Regions from separate parts of the Sus scrofa genome. Here all the other regions are linked to region 1. The links are chromatin contacts, called in public Hi-C, HiChIP or PLAC-seq and promoter capture Hi-C maps. All regions are on one chromosome and are shown on one strand. The core of a region is the stretch at or near the end of the contact, and the rest is flanking DNA. Distances in the headings are between cores, read along the strand shown.

Region 1 (3,582 bases), core at 471-2,970:
AAATTGGGGAAGGCGCCCTCCGTTTGCGCCGGAGGGGGCTGCAGGCGATTGAGGACCTCCGAAGGGGCCCCTTCCTCCTCTTCTTCTAGACGGGCTTTCTTACTCGGGACCAGTGCGGCGTCCCCACCGTCGCTCAGGCTGCTGCTTCGCCGCTTGCGGCTGACTTTGGCAGGGCGCGGGGCACAGGGGGCAGGGGTCTCCTCGATTCTCGGCGCCTCCTGCGTGTCCATGGGTTCCGGAGAGGGAGGCTCACCGTCGGGGAGCGCTGCATTGGCTGCGGCTTCCGCTTCTCGCGGTGGGTGTAGGCGAGGATCAGGGGAGCGGGCGGGTGGCAAGGGCACCTCAGGCTCGTGGGCTTCCACCTTTGCCGAAAGGTAGAGCTCCCGGGCGCTACGCATGACCAGCGACAGCTGCAGACTCCGGTGCAACCGTAGGCCACCGCGCTGCATGCGCGAATGGTACATCTTCCAAACGGACAGGGTCATAATGCGTTGCGCCTCTTTCTGCACTTCCATGACGACTCGACGGCGGGACCGAGGTTTGGCGGGGACTCTGGGCTGGGCAGGGGAGGTGGCAGGTGCACTCCAGACTATGCGTTCGTTCACGCCTCTCTCTGCGGAGATACCCACACTGAGAGACTAGTAGGACGCTCTGCCCGGCCGCCCGCCACCCGGGCCCTTTTGTACCCAGTGTGATGTCACGGAGACGCCCCGCCCAATCAGAGAGCCGCATCCGGGCTTTCCGCAGCGCAGCGGGGCTAGAGACTCCTTAAAGGGACAGGGTGGGATTTACCCTGAGATGAAAAGGGACCCGAACTTGTAGAGGGTGAGCGTTCCCCAGTCCAAGCTGACCTCTCCCGGCGGTATCCTTTCTCAGTGGCCCCAGTGCATCCTTGCGCAGGCCCAGTGTAGGGGGGCCGTAGGTGGGGCTCAGGGCCGACCCACGGGTTGCGTCTGTAGAGCCCAGCGAGCTGGCCTTAGCTTGTAAGTTTCCTTTCGCACCTGGGAAGACCCGGGTTCCAGCCGGTACATCCCCCGTGGGAACAGTGCCTAGCATCTACCAGTCTCTTAATTAACGTTTTTTTGTTGTTAATAACGATGCTAGCAACATTTATTAAGCACTTACTATGTGCCACGCGCTAAAGTCTTTCCTTTCATAAATATGTTATTGATCTCTCACCTCCACTCCGCGGAGGGTAGTTATATCTGATTTCTTCAGGTGGGGAAACCTAGACAAGAGTGATTCGTCCAATATTTGCTAAACAAATAAATGGGCTACTGCGGTGAAACGAGACCGTTTGGGCCTCCAGCCCTCTCCATTCCCCTCCGTATGGAAGCGGTAAGAAGGCGGGACACGCTGGTTGCGTTGCCTTAGAGCAAAGATGCCCACTCCACGGGCGGCGGATGTCTGCAGACACAAGTGCAGTCCAGGCTGCCATCTCTGCGCTCCGCAAGAATCACCCTCCCACTTCGTCTGTTTCCCTAGGCACGAAATCCACCGTGGGCGTGGAACTCGTAAGGCGGAGTACCCAGCCGCAACACAACCCGAGTGAGCACGTGGCTGTGGCCCCCCAAACGACGCAGCGGTGCTCCGCCTCTGCTCCCCAGGAGGCGGAGTTGGGGTAGAAGCTGAAAACTGAACAACTCAGAAATAGAGCAGATAGAAAACAGCCGCCCCACCTTCCGCTTCGCACTACAGTTCCAAGGAAACCTAATTCCAGTTACTCAGGAAAAAAAAAAAAAAAAAAAAAAAGCAATACGGTTCGAATAGTTCCATTCATTCGTGGTGCGGGCCCTTTAAGGGAAGGCTCCACCGCCCCCAACTCTTGCGCGAGCCTTCCCGCCAAGAGATCTGCTAGACTTCCACCACTAAATTTGGAAGTAATGACGTAGAGCGTGCGCGTGAGCCGCTTCCGGCTGCCCATATAAGGACAGGAACCCGGATCTCGATACGGGACAGCCACGGGCTTCTTCCGGGCGGGGGTGGTGCCTTAGCCTCCGGACACGCCCCCTCCGCTCTTTCTCTCCCGGCAGCTAGGGCTGGCTGGAGCCCCCGGTTTCCGGAGCGGCGTTCAGCCCGGCCCACAGAGAGGAAGGAGAAAGTTTCGCTTCCTTCCCTCCGGAGACCGGGAAGATGTGACGCCCCTCCAGAAAAGCCCCTGCTGGCGTGTAGGGGCTACCTCACTGTTCACTCTGACGCCGTATCCCAGAGATCTACACAAAGACCTTGCCAACTCAAGCAGCTACTCCCTGAGGACTCTCATTCTGGTCCCCTCCATGGAGATCCTGCCCCTCCCCTTAAAGTGATCCTCCTTTGCACCTCTGGATCACGCTCAGGTCCCCCATCTCCAACTCTGACACATGGGGGGGTCAATTATTCTCTCTTCTAAAAGACTTCTCCCAAAACCGCTCCCATTCAGCGATCCTGCCATATATTACTCGCTGAGAACGTCCTCATCCCCGCTCCCCCACACTCCCAATCCCACGAAACTCCACAACGACATCCCCCGCCCAGGCGCTGTCTCTGACACACAACAGGGGCGACCTTCTGAGGGTTTCTTAAGATAGCCCGCTCCAAGAATCAGGACCCCACTCGGGCAACGGTCCCCCCCACCAATAAAAAAAAAATGCTTTCTCGGAGACCCCACACATAAAGGTTCTGTCGCACAGGCGGCCACCCTGAGTCCCTCTCCAGACATTCCCTGGTCCCACTCCACGCGCAAAGGACTTCATTGCAGGCTATCTTCAGAGTTGCCCCCACCACACTCCCTCCCACGACCCCCAGGTCGCACCCAGAAAGATCCTACCCTCCAGAAGCATTTCCAGGGCCCCCATCCAGGGCCATCCTGCCCCGGGATGCTTCCCTCCTCCGCAGGAAAAAAAGAGGAGGGGTAAATCAAACAGAACTCGTCACAGAATGCCTGCAGTTCACCCTGGCCCCGCGGGAAGGTGGAGAGACCACCCATCCCCATACTGCTCCCCAAACCTGTCACACCTGACCCTGGGCTGGAACCATCTTCCAGGACAGGATCTAGGTGCAGGAGCATCATAAAGATGATCTACTAATTGAAGGAGCCACTTCCCCAGCCATAATCTGACCGGATTTGAAGGAGACTATTGTTATTTATATTGCCCAGAAGGGAAACCATGGTTGCGCAGCAACAATCCGAAGGCCTGGGTCTTCAACCAAGGCGTAGGGAGCTCTGACTCGAACCCAGCCAGACAGAACTGACACATCTGTGGACCAAGATGCGAAGAGGAATAGGTACGGGCAGGAAGCCGTTTCCGCCCACAACCAAGATGGCCGAAGAGAGAGCGGAAATTTCCACACTTCGGGCCTCTAAGGCCTCTCTTTCTCCCCTTGTGGCTCCGCTCTCGTTGGTGGCCTGGGTCACGTGACGGGAGCGGGCGGGTGGGTGACGGCGAGTTCTGCATTGCTTGGAGGGAACCTGCGTCCAAGGCCGAGAGGGGAGGGGGCTCGGCCTCGGGCGGGTGGGAGGCGTGATATGTCTCTCGAAGATCCGTTTTTTGTAGTACGAGGGTGAGTGACAGCGAAGGGGGAGGGCAGAGGGTGTCCTGTCCC
Region 2 (3,582 bases), core at 732-3,231, 420 kb after region 1:
GGGTCAGGGTAGGTACATGGGAGATTGGTCTGAGGATGGGGCCAGGTTTTAAAGCATCTTGGAGGGGACTGGTGGAAAAAAGGTGGGGTCCTTAGTGTGATGGGGGATGTCAAGGGCCATTCTCCTTAGGCCTGAGGGGATGTGGGGTCAGACATGCAGGACAAGGGAGTAGGACCAGTGCTTTGGTACCGGAGTTAGCTATGGGGGCCTGGGACTGTGGGACTTTGTGGGGCAAGGTTTGAGCTGCACCAGGTGGACTTGGGGTTGGCACTGGTGCCTGGGAATGGCCCTTATGTGGGCTCATTAGGGTGCCTCTCACTGACCTAACCCATCCATCCACTTACCTCTCCCAGCTGAAGTGGTGCGCTTGGGTTGCCGTCTACTGTTCCTTCATCAGCTTTGCCAACTCCCGGAGCTCTGAGGACACTAAACAGATGATGAGTAGCTTCATGTGAGCCTGGGCCTGGAGAGGGAGGGACTCCTGGGTAAGGGGAGGGGATCCCCAAGCCTATCCATCCTGGACTGACTCCTCTCTCCTGTCTCAGGCTGTCCATCTCTGCTGTGGTGATGTCGTATCTGCAGAACCCTCAGCCCATGACGCCCCCCTGGTGATGTCAGCCTAGAGGGGTCCCATCCTGGACCCCTCTGTCCACCTTGCCCTAGGCCTGGGCCTTGGCTACTCAGTCTCTGGCCCTCAACTGCAGTCCTGGGCTTCTCTGGGTGAGGTAGTCTCAGGGCCAGCAGGTGGATGGAGGGAACTTGGCTCTGTCCCTGGGATCCCACTTCTGCTGAGGCAGCGAGGGGAATTGCATAGGCCAACCCACTCCTGCCTGCCTTCCCCACCCTGCCTGCTGCTGGGGGAGGTGCTGTCCATGTTTCCAATCATTTTCATGTTGAAACCAGTTAATAAAGTTTTGCATTCTGGATGTTCTCTGTGACCTCACTCTCCGGTGCATTGTGGGTGCTTGTCTTAGCAGGGGGAAGGGCTCCAGTTCTTCCACTCTGTCAGACCTTGGGTGGGAGCCTTAGTTTGGAGACTTCAGGGTAGTTTTCTTATTTCACACGCCTCCAGCCCTAAGTCCCCTGCCAGAGACAGAACAGTGATCTTTGCCCTCTGGCAGCAGGGCTAATCTGAGGAATCTGGGCTTTGGTTTTCTTTCTTTTTTCTTTTTTTTTTTGCCTTTTCTAGGGTAGCTTCCTGCTGCATATGGAGGTTCCCAGGCTGGGGTCTAATCGGAGCTGTAGCTTCCAGTCTACGCCATAGCCACAGCAATGCGGGATCCAAGCCGCGTCTGCGACCACAGCTCACAGCAACACCGGATCCTTAACCCACTGGGCAAGGCCAGGGATCGAACCTGCAACCTCCTGGTTCCTAGTCGGATTTGTTAACCACTGCGCCACAATGGGAACTCCTGGGCTTTGGTTTTCTTATCAGGGGAATGGGGGTACTGTAAGCAAGTCAGATGTACTGGTAGGGACCAGGGAAGGCAAGAAAAACCGTTTTCCCTTACCTGTGAAGTTCTCACTCTCCTCTCCAGAGGACATCCGTGTCTCTCCCAAGGCTGGATGCCACCCCTCCCCAGCGCTGTAAGAGGCAATTCCTTTACTCAATGTCTCAATCCGTAGGACAGAAAAGGGCACCCATTAACCTCTGCTCCTGGCCAAGCTAGGTTCCTGGCGGACCCTAGCCCTGAAGGTCAACGGCATACCCTAGGATTCTACGCACATATTTTACTTCCAAGGCAAACCCCAGCACCCGTAGGAAAATCTGAGACCCCTGCTCCTACCTCCAAGGAAGCAGCTAGACTAAAACATTTTCTGAGGAAACCAGCGCCGGGAGGGGCTACACACACCCAGGGCCTCGCTGTACTCCTAGGCCCCCAGGGTACCCAGAGCTACTATCTCCGTCTCGTGACTCTCTAGGCCACACCCTAGCCCCGCCCTCGCTGGCACCCATTGGTCAAGCCGAATCCTGGGGGCGGGGCCTTTGCTGAGCCTAGGCCCGGCACGGGAAACCCCTGGAGGCAGTGGCGGCCGCAGCAGAGCCATGGTTGCCGAGGCGCGGTTTTGGGGGGTCCGCGCTGGTGGCGGCCAGGACGAGGCGGGGTCCCGGAAGCGCTCCGGCGCGCTGCAGCCACCGCTCCCGCCTTTCTCCTTCCTTTTTTTGTTGTTGCTGGCGGCGCACGGCGTTTGGGCCGCCGGATACCAGGTGAGCGTGGGCCCGCGAGCGGAAATGTCCTTCAACTTCCAGAGTGAAGCTCCCAGTAGGATTCGGGTCTGTGGGTGGCTCAGTTCTGTGGTGACTAGTGACTGGTTGCTAATATGACAGCATGGTCTGAGCATATGCTTGGTGTCATTGAGAGGTCTGGCTGTGTGTGTCTGAGAATGGCGCTGTCTGTATCTGCCTCCCTTGCTTCTGCGGGTTGGCTTACCTGGACTCTGCATACATTTACCGTTGCTGAAGATTGGCCTCTGTCCACCGTTGCCTAATAGAAACTCAGAGACAGAGTTTTGGGTGAAGGAGAAAAAAAATAGCTTTATTGCTTTGCCAGGCAAAGGAGGGTCACAGCAGGCTAATACCCTAAAGACTGTGCCCTCCCAATGCCATTGGAAAGAATTGCTAGGAGTTTTATAGTAAAAAGAAGGAAGACAGATTTTCAAATAGGAATCAAGGATTGGAACAAACATGCATTCTTCTTTCTTTGGGGGGGATCTTAGTCTTCAAAGCTGGAGTCAGGAGATATCAGCATGATCACAATGGTGGTCTTCTGGGTTGTCGCCTAGAAAAACAGTACTTGGGAAAAGGGTATATTGATCAGAGATTAGAACAAACTAGGGAAGTTCCTGAAAAAAAATCATGTGCTAATAATATTTAATCCACAGGCAATTGTGCTCAGGACGCTTAATCTTTAGTTTACCTGTGACTGTTTAGGGTGCAGTTAAGCCAGGGAGAAGGACAAGGAAAGACTCTAAGCTGTTCAATTTTAAAGTGTTCATTTCTAAAAGAAGCATAAGTAATATAACTTTTCTCTTAAGCGTATAAGATGCCTATATTATTATGTGTATCCCTTGAGAGGGAACCAGGATCCTGTCCCAAGGCTGTACTATTTTTTCTTGACTGTTCCTCCCTTGTCTTTGTATCTCCTTGCTTCCCTGTTCGGCAACTGTCTGAACCTCCCTGGTAACTCAGGGAGGGTTATGGAAGCTGAATGAGGCTAATTTCTTAAGAACAAGAAATGGGGGGCACAGAAAGGCTTTTGTGCCCAAGAGCCCCACAAGGCCCTGCTCAGTTACATTACCTGTGTGATTGGGTGTGAGCCAGCTACTAGCTATGTGTGTGGCCTGGGGGCTTGTTGAGAGCTGGGAGTCTGCCTGAAATTGCAGTCTGGCTCTTTCACTTCCTGGCTACATGACCTTACCCAAACACTTACCCTCTCTGATCCTCAGTGTCTGAAAACAGGAAATATTGTCCCCGAACCCCAGGGTGGCTGCTTGGTATTTGCAAATGTTTAAGAAACATTACCTACTACTATTTCTCCAGGGTGTGAATGAGAGGTGCTCTAAGAAATGGTGCCATTGGGA
Region 3 (3,582 bases), core at 470-2,969, 390 kb after region 1:
ATCGGAGCTACAGCTGCTGGCCTATACCATAGCCACAGCAACACCAGATCCAAGCCACGTTTGCAACCTACACCACAGCTCATGGCAATGCGGGATCCTTAACCCACTGAATGAGGCCAGGGATCAAGCCGGAAATCTCATGATTCCTAGTCAGATTCATTCTGCTGCACCATGACGGGTGCTCCTATAAGAGAATTTTAACGGAGAATGACGGTATCTGATTTTTGTTTAATGAGCTCTCTGGCAACAGCTGGGGATTGGACTGAAGGAGAAGCCCCACGTGGAGGCTGTGAGGATGAAGAAAAACACCTGGTAGAGTTCCCACTATGGTACAGGGGGTTAAGAACCTGACTGCAGTGACTCAGGTCATGGGTTCGATTCCCAGCCTGCTACAGTGGGTTAAAGGATCAGGCATTGGTGCAGCAGTGTCGTGGGTCACAGCTGCAGCTCAGATTCAGTCCCTGGCCTGGGAAATTCCATATGCAGCTGGTGCAGCCATTAAAAAAAAAAGAGAGAGAGAAAAAGAAAGCACCTGAATGTGAGATCTATTTTGTAGACAGAATTTGGCAGACATGCTGAGGGAGGGATGTGGGGTGTGAGAGGAGGGGATACATCAGGCTGAGCTCCCCGGGTTTTATTTTATTTTTCTTTATTTCTTTTGTCTTTTTAGGGCTGCACCTGTGGCATATGGAAGTTCCCAGGCTAGGGGTCCAACTGGAGCTGTAGCTGCCAGCCTATACCACAGCCACAGCAACCAGGATCTGAGGCACGTCTGTGACTTACACCGCAGCTCACAGCAACGCTGGATCCTTAACCCACTGAGCGAGGCCAGGGATCAAACCCGAGGCCAGGGATTGAACCCAAGACCTCGTGAATACTAGTTGGGTTCATTACTGCTAAGTCACAACGGGAACTCCTCAACTCCCCAGTTTTTAGTCTACTAGATGAATGGAGGATGGGGGTGCGGACTGCAGGAAAATTGGGGTTAGGCTGGGAGGGAACTAAGGTGGTGAGTTTGAGATCCAAGTGGGGACCATTTAGAAGGATGCTCTGTTCTTACTACTAAGCAGGCTCATTTTCAGCCTCAGGGTCTTTACAGTGGCTGTTTTCTCCCACTAGGAGGCGGCAGAGGAATGGCTTCCTCTCCTCCCCCATCTTCACGTATGGTGCCTGCCTTTCTCTTCTGACCTTGGCTCAAATGTCACCTTCTGGGAGTCCTTTTCCAACCACCTCTCCCTCCAAATAAAATCACCAACTCTTCCATTCACCTTCCACCCCAAAGACTCTCACATCAGCCTGTTTAAATCCTAAATTGTAGTTACCATTGTTATTACCCTTCTGGGTCCCCAAACCGGCGGTTCCAGAATGGCAGGATCTGCTTCTTGTTCACTGATAAATATGCAGCACCCAACACAAAGCCCAATGTACAGTTTAGACTCCATGAATTGTAGATAGAGTGATTAAAGGGGTCCCCTCTGGACAAGACTCTATGCATGGTTAGGAGGACCAATGAAACACAGATCTCACCCTCCAGGATCTCAGCCTTGCTGGAGGGAAAGAGATAATCAGCCTTGGATCCCAGAGGAGAGCCCTTACCCAGAGAAAGGTCAGGGAAGGATTCCCAGAAGTAGGGAAGGCTGCAGCTGCCGGGGGAAGGAATACCGGAGGGTTATGCAGCATGTGGAAATTCTGGAGACTTGCAAGACCCGAATAGGGACCAGTATCCCATTTGACGCTCAGAGGCAGAAACTGTCTGATACTTCTGGTGATTCGAATTCCGTCCAAAGGTGACGTCTATGAAGCCATCCTCTCTCTGAGAGGACAGAAACGAACGAGCAAGCGCCACCCAATGCGGTGAGTCTCCAGCAGGCGGCAGTGAAAGTAAGACTCTTCATCGATTTGCGACGAGAATAAGCGAAACAGGAGATAATGACTCCTTGCGGCTTCCGTACTACGGAATACACAAGCAAAGATGGCTGCGCCCTGGCCTTCGGTCGTCGTCGGGTCATGTGACTACAAAGCATCCGGGCCTCCCCAGCCTATCGCTCTCCTACGGAAGTGCGAGCCGGGACTTAGCGCATTTCGAGGCCACCGGAGGCCTGGCCTGGCCTGCCCTGGAGTAGCTCTGATTTGAGAGCGCGGCCGCGGGAGTATGGAGGGTCTCCCGGAGAGGGAGGCGCCTGCAGCGGCGCTGGCCGCAGTATTGAAGCACAGTTCGGCTCTGCCTTCCGAGAGCGCCCAGGTCCGGGGCTACGACTTCAACCGCGGTGTGGACTACCGCGCGCTGCTGGAGGCCTTCGGCACCACTGGTTTCCAGGCCACCAACTTCGGGCGCGCGGTACAGCAAGTCAACGCCATGGTGAGGCCTGGATAAGACTTCCTGGGTTGATGGCGCGTGGCCTCCAGTAGCATTTTGCAGTACTTGGGGGCGGGACTTTCCTGGAGGCGGTTGTCTTCTTCGTCCAGTAGTTGGAAAGAGGCGGGGACAGGAGTTTCTGCTTTGTGAAGGGGACATGCCGCATTGTCAATATTCTAGTACCTGGAATGGGTTGGTACTAATGCTGGATAGGGAGCGCGTTTTATGCAGCTTGTGAAAGTGATCTGAAATGGACAGATCCTGGGGCAAGACCTTGCAGCTGAAAGAGCAGTTGAAGGAGGACCTCAAGTAAGGGCAGAATCTGAGGTTGAATTTTCCCTTCCAGTTAGGAGAGGTGTCAGGCCCGCAAAAGGGATGCTCTCCACCTCCTCAAAAGGGGTAAAGCTTGAGTATGTGACTTCAGACTTGGGCTATGAACAGGATAGAGCCTGCACAGGGGTGTTCGTTCCTTGGTTCCAGGTAGAAATGGTGCCATATCCCAGAGTGGGCAGGGCCTGGAGGGAGGAGTCTGACTCTGAAATCCACCTGGGGTCCTTGGGCTGGAGTTTGGGGCCAGAGGTTAACTCGACTCTACCCTTCCATCTAGATAGAGAAGAAACTGGAGCCACTGTCTCAGGATGAAGACCAGCATGCAGACCTGACTCAGAGCCGCCGCCCACTCACCGGCTGCACCATTTTTCTGGGCTACACATCCAATCTCATCAGTTCAGGCATTCGTGAGACCATCCGTTACCTCGTGCAGCACAACATGGTGGGGACCTGGTGGTGTTGTGGCTTTGACCTCTCTGGGTCTAAGGGGGCAATAAAATTATTGGTCCTTTAAGTGAGATAGGGAGATATGGGTCAGTTTTGTTTTGCATCAGAGCTCCCCGCAGGGGTCACTGGATGAGAATTGGGGGTTAGGAGACCTGCCTGGGATGAGGGCACAGCCCTTCTTCCTGGGCCAATCTCATTGTCTTGTGGCTGCAGGTGGACGTCTTGGTGACCACAGCTGGGGGTGTGGAGGAGGATCTCATCAAGTGTCTGGCGCCCACATACCTGGGCGAGTTCAGCCTCAGGGGGAAGGAGCTACGTGAGAATGGGATCAACAGGTGAGGGGCCCTGAGTGATGCTGGATAGGGGAGCCAGGCTGAGGCTTCTGGGTCCTGATGCCCGTATGCCTCCTGTCCGCAGGATTGGAAACCTGCTGGTGCCCAATGACAATT
Region 4 (3,582 bases), core at 410-2,909, 350 kb after region 1:
CTTAAAACAAAGAGCTTCCCATTAAACTTGGAATCAAAGCTGACCTGTTTCCAGGGGCCTACAAGGTCCATGTAGCCCTCACTGATGTCTCTCTCCTGACTCCTTACTCATTAAGCTCCAGTCACTCTGGTCTCCCTTTGCACCAGAAGCATTCCTCAGTCATTCCCCTATGGGTATGTTGAGGGGGTGAAAGTGGAGAGACAGAGGATGGAGAATGGGTGGACATGGTAACTGCTGATGGATGTTGTTCACAAGGGAAAAGCCTGAAGGTGCCTTTGCCAGAGTTGGGACAGAGCGTTAGGACTGAATCCTGGTACACTTACCATGGCGAAGAGGTTGTCATAGCCTTTGACCTTGGTAGGCACCTTGGAGAACTTCTGGTCAAATGCATCAGAGATGTTGTGGGCTGGGTCTGTAGAGATGATCAGAACACTCTCCCGCCCTTTGGAGAGCTGGACTGCTAGGCTGCAGCTGGGCAAGGGAAAGGCCAAAAGGTATGGATTGAAGAATCAGCCTCTGCTTTCCCTAGGTCTGCAAGAGGACATGAAGGGGCCCAGGAGCAGGGGACCTGGATCAGCAAGGACCTTGAGAGGAGAGTATGGATAACTGTGGGAGCAAGCCTCAATCCTTGTAGAGGGACCTTCTCAGACATCTCTCACAGACCCCTCTAGCTGGTTAGAGTAGCAAGGTTCTAATGAATGTCGGTCTGGCCTGATGCTTACTTCTTTACTAGCAAAGTGGCATGTCCAGCTGTCTAGCCAGTATAGCTCGACTCTCTGCCCCTTTCGACAACGCTAAGCTAAGGGATCCTTCGCGTCTTCGGCTAAACTCTATGGTTCAACTCACTTTTCCCAGGTACTCTATCCGAGGGACCCCTCTCCCTCCTCCCAGATGACTGGGATAGCCTGATCATATGCCCTCTCCCAGCCTTCCACCTCCACTCCCACGTTGGCATATAATGGCAAGGTTCACCAGACTAGTGGGTTCACCTGGTGCCCCTCGCCCTACCCTGAGGTCAATCTGGTACAGTCCAGCTGACTGAGACATCTAAGTGCGCTCCGGGCCCCCAGTGCGCTGGATCAAATGTGGTTCAGCCCTTGAACTCCAGCAGATTGTACGATTCAGAAGATGCGGACCTACATTCAGGAGGTATCTTCCACTTACTCCACGTAATTTCCGGAGAGTACAACCCTGAAGACCCCGGGCCAGCCTTCTAGCCATGTTGGTTGTGGAAGACCGGCCCATAGCCTCCCCTTTAACCGGTGGTACATCCCACCCGTTTTCTCGGCCCCCGCCGCAGCCTCCTTACCTGCAGGTGGTCTTGCCAACGCCACCCTTGCCCCCAACGAAGATCCACTTAAGGCTACGCTGCTCGATGATGTTGCTAAGCGTGGGCTCCAGCGGCTCCACATCAGGGGCATCCTCGAACTCCTCTGCCTCAACCCCCCACCCGGCCACCCCTGCCGCCATCTTGGACCCGGCTCACGTGATCAAGCGGAGCGAACTATGCAAAGCACCTACAGGGGAAATTTCCTATCATATCCCGTCACGGCTAGAAGCGTGAATTAATTTTCTCATGATCTGACTTTTAGGTGATAATAGAAGCTATATTTCCATATTATCCCCTTCCAAGGTTCACCTTGTCAACCTCTTGTCTATATTTTTTCAAAGACTCCCCCTGCCTAATTAACATATTGGTACCTTCCAGGTCACTCCCCTTCACTGATTGGGCCCTACGTCTTGCCACACTCCTTCCATTGGCTTCATCTTTTCTTATTTTCACCAATCACTCTCACGTCCCTGTAGCGGCCGACCTCCCCTTAGCAACCAGCCAAACACACGGTCCATGCCCTTTCCAAGAAGTTTGATCCGAGGTCCATTCCTACCTGACTCCATAGGCTCAACTTCATGTCGATCATTTCCCCCTATTTTCCAAATCTGGTCCCAACACCGCCTCAGGTCTGTCTCTTCTGTTACCTAACTGGCAACTGGCTGGGAGCCATTGAGCTCCTGACGCGAACCAATCATAGACGAACCGATTAGCTATCTTGAGATAGGTCCTCGGGGTGCCAGTGGTTAGAGGCAGAACAACTCCAGTTATGGGCGAAAGCCACAGATCCTTGTCCATTGAGCCCTGAGCCCCACGCAGGGCAGGGCCAACATTTGCAACCTCGCTCTTTGTCGTAGAAGGGGTCTGTTCTCGAAAACCTCCTTCCACTTTGCTCCCTATTCGAGGGGAGTCTGCAGTTCAGCCAATTATCTTTTTGAACCTCTGCCCCAGGAATACATGCTCGGTTCCAGGCCGTTGGAGGACACTCTACCTTAGATAGGGACTGCAGTCTAGAAATATCCGCGGCTTCACCTAAGTACTCTAGCGCATACAATAATACCCTGACTTTCAGATGAGGACCCCAGTTCCTTCGAGCAAGCGGTGTCTCTATTCCCAAATGAAAGCTCCATTTCAGAAGACAGGTACCCAACCCAGAGACGCCTCCATTTCTATTCTGGGGGCCCAGACTAGATGTACCCCCGAGATCTAGTTAGGGACCCAGGTTCCGAAGATTCAGCTGAACACACAGCCTCAGATGAAGTCCTTCCCCACGTTGAGATTTTCTCTGGTGCCAGAAAAGCGAATATGCCCCCAAGTCCCAGGCGGGAACCTCACTCCGAGAGCCAGCTATCGCCGTAGGCTTAGACGATAGCCTTATTTCGGGGGAGACCATGTCTGCGTAACGCTCGCGGAAGTTTAGTTGGGTTACTATAATCCGCTAGGCAGGGCGATGTATCTGTCTGCTGGTGCGCGGCTTCAAGCTTTACTCCTCTTTCGCCCCGCCCCGCGTGCCCCGCCCCCACTGCGGACGCTAGAGGACTAGACGGGTCTTCCCAGCATGCATTGCTCGGGACGAGGCAAGTCGGGCGCCAAGCGCGGGGTCGGAGCGGCCTTCCCGGAGTCCTTTGCGCGGCACCTGGCGACAAAATGGCTGCCCGAGGGAGACGGGCGGAGCCTCCGGGCCGGGAGGCGCCGGGCCCCGCGGGCGGTGGCGGCGGCGGGAGCCGATGGGCTGAGTCGGGGCCCGGGACGTCGCCCGAGAGCGGGGATGATGAAGTGTCGGGCGCTAGTTCGAGCCCTGTGACGGGCGGCGTGAACTTGTTCGCCAACGACGGCAGCTTCCTGGAGCTGTTCAAGCGGAAGATGGAGGAGGAGCAGCGGCAGCGGCAGGAGGAGCCGCCCCCGGGCCCGCAGCGACCCGACCAGCCGGCCACCGCCGCCGCCGCGGGTCCCGGGGATCCGAAGAGGAAGGGCGGCCCGGGCCCCACGCTCAGCTTCGTAAGGAGCCGCGGGGGTGGGGGCGGGCGCCAGGGCCTTCCTCGGTCGGGGGAATTGGGCCCGAGAAAGGGTATCGGGTCCACCCTACTCTCTGGATAAAGTGCTGGGGATTCGGAACCTGGACGAGAGAGGCCTGGGGGCGGAGGTGGGGACCCCTGGAGCCTGCCCGCAAGAACTGGGAGAAATTCCATTGGAAACAGCGCTCCGGGGATGGGGAAACCTGAATACCACTGTTTGAGTGGTACCCGAACTTT

What was found. Promoter capture Hi-C pulls out the DNA fragments that hold promoters and counts their contacts. A called contact is a pair of places that touch in the nucleus more often than the background predicts. HiChIP or PLAC-seq counts read pairs in DNA pulled down with a chosen protein or histone mark.
Region 2: a contact with region 1 is called in an H3K27ac HiChIP or PLAC-seq map of alveolar macrophages. The contact joins the promoter of MAN2B1 here to the promoter of IER2 in region 1. A contact is called at or near these places in 1 of 47 Hi-C or Micro-C datasets (liver) and 1 of 2 datasets of contacts at active chromatin or transcription factors (alveolar macrophages).
Region 3: a promoter capture Hi-C map of liver shows a contact between it and region 1, with 2.5 times the contacts expected there. The contact joins the promoter of GNG14 here to the promoter of IER2 in region 1. A contact is called at or near these places in 1 of 5 promoter capture datasets (liver), 1 of 47 Hi-C or Micro-C datasets (liver) and 1 of 2 datasets of contacts at active chromatin or transcription factors (alveolar macrophages).
Region 4: a Hi-C map of liver shows a contact between it and region 1, with 5 times the contacts expected there. The contact joins the promoter of ASNA1 here to the promoter of IER2 in region 1. A contact is called at or near these places in 1 of 5 promoter capture datasets (liver), 2 of 47 Hi-C or Micro-C datasets (heart right ventricle and liver) and 1 of 2 datasets of contacts at active chromatin or transcription factors (alveolar macrophages).

The regions. Positions count from the first base shown.
Region 1 is chr2:65,910,771-65,914,352 of Sscrofa11.1, forward strand. IER2 (immediate early response gene 2 protein) reads right to left here and starts at 1,721. Exons shown (of 1, transcript XM_003123342.4): 1 at 1-1,721. The coding sequence starts at 515. It overlaps STX10 (syntaxin-10), which reads left to right and starts at 3,362. Exons shown (of 8, transcript XM_003480777.4): 1 at 3,362-3,540. The coding sequence starts at 3,506.
Region 2 is chr2:66,327,070-66,330,651 of Sscrofa11.1, forward strand. It overlaps MAN2B1 (lysosomal alpha-mannosidase), which reads left to right and starts at 1,982. Exons shown (of 24, transcript XM_003123314.4): 1 at 1,982-2,209. The coding sequence starts at 2,048. WDR83OS (WD repeat domain 83 opposite strand) reads left to right here. Exons shown (of 4, transcript NM_001001645.1): 3 at 354-451; 4 at 546-926. The coding sequence ends at 612. LOC100736972 (a long non-coding RNA gene) reads right to left here and starts at 1,942. Exons shown (of 6, transcript XR_002341622.1): 1 at 1,788-1,942; 2 at 1,512-1,585; 3 at 345-426.
Region 3 is chr2:66,301,406-66,304,987 of Sscrofa11.1, forward strand. GNG14 reads right to left here and starts at 1,720. Exons shown (of 3, transcript XM_021083731.1): 1 at 1,597-1,720. The coding sequence starts at 1,680. DHPS (deoxyhypusine synthase) reads left to right here and starts at 1,970. Exons shown (of 9, transcript XM_003123318.5): 1 at 1,970-2,359; 2 at 2,964-3,128; 3 at 3,347-3,468; 4 at 3,551-3,582. The coding sequence starts at 2,153.
Region 4 is chr2:66,259,476-66,263,057 of Sscrofa11.1, forward strand. It overlaps ASNA1 (ATPase ASNA1), which reads right to left and starts at 1,660. Exons shown (of 7, transcript XM_003123324.4): 1 at 1,310-1,660; 2 at 324-471. The coding sequence starts at 1,470. It overlaps C2H19orf43, which reads left to right and starts at 2,911. Exons shown (of 3, transcript XM_003123323.4): 1 at 2,911-3,328. The coding sequence starts at 2,978.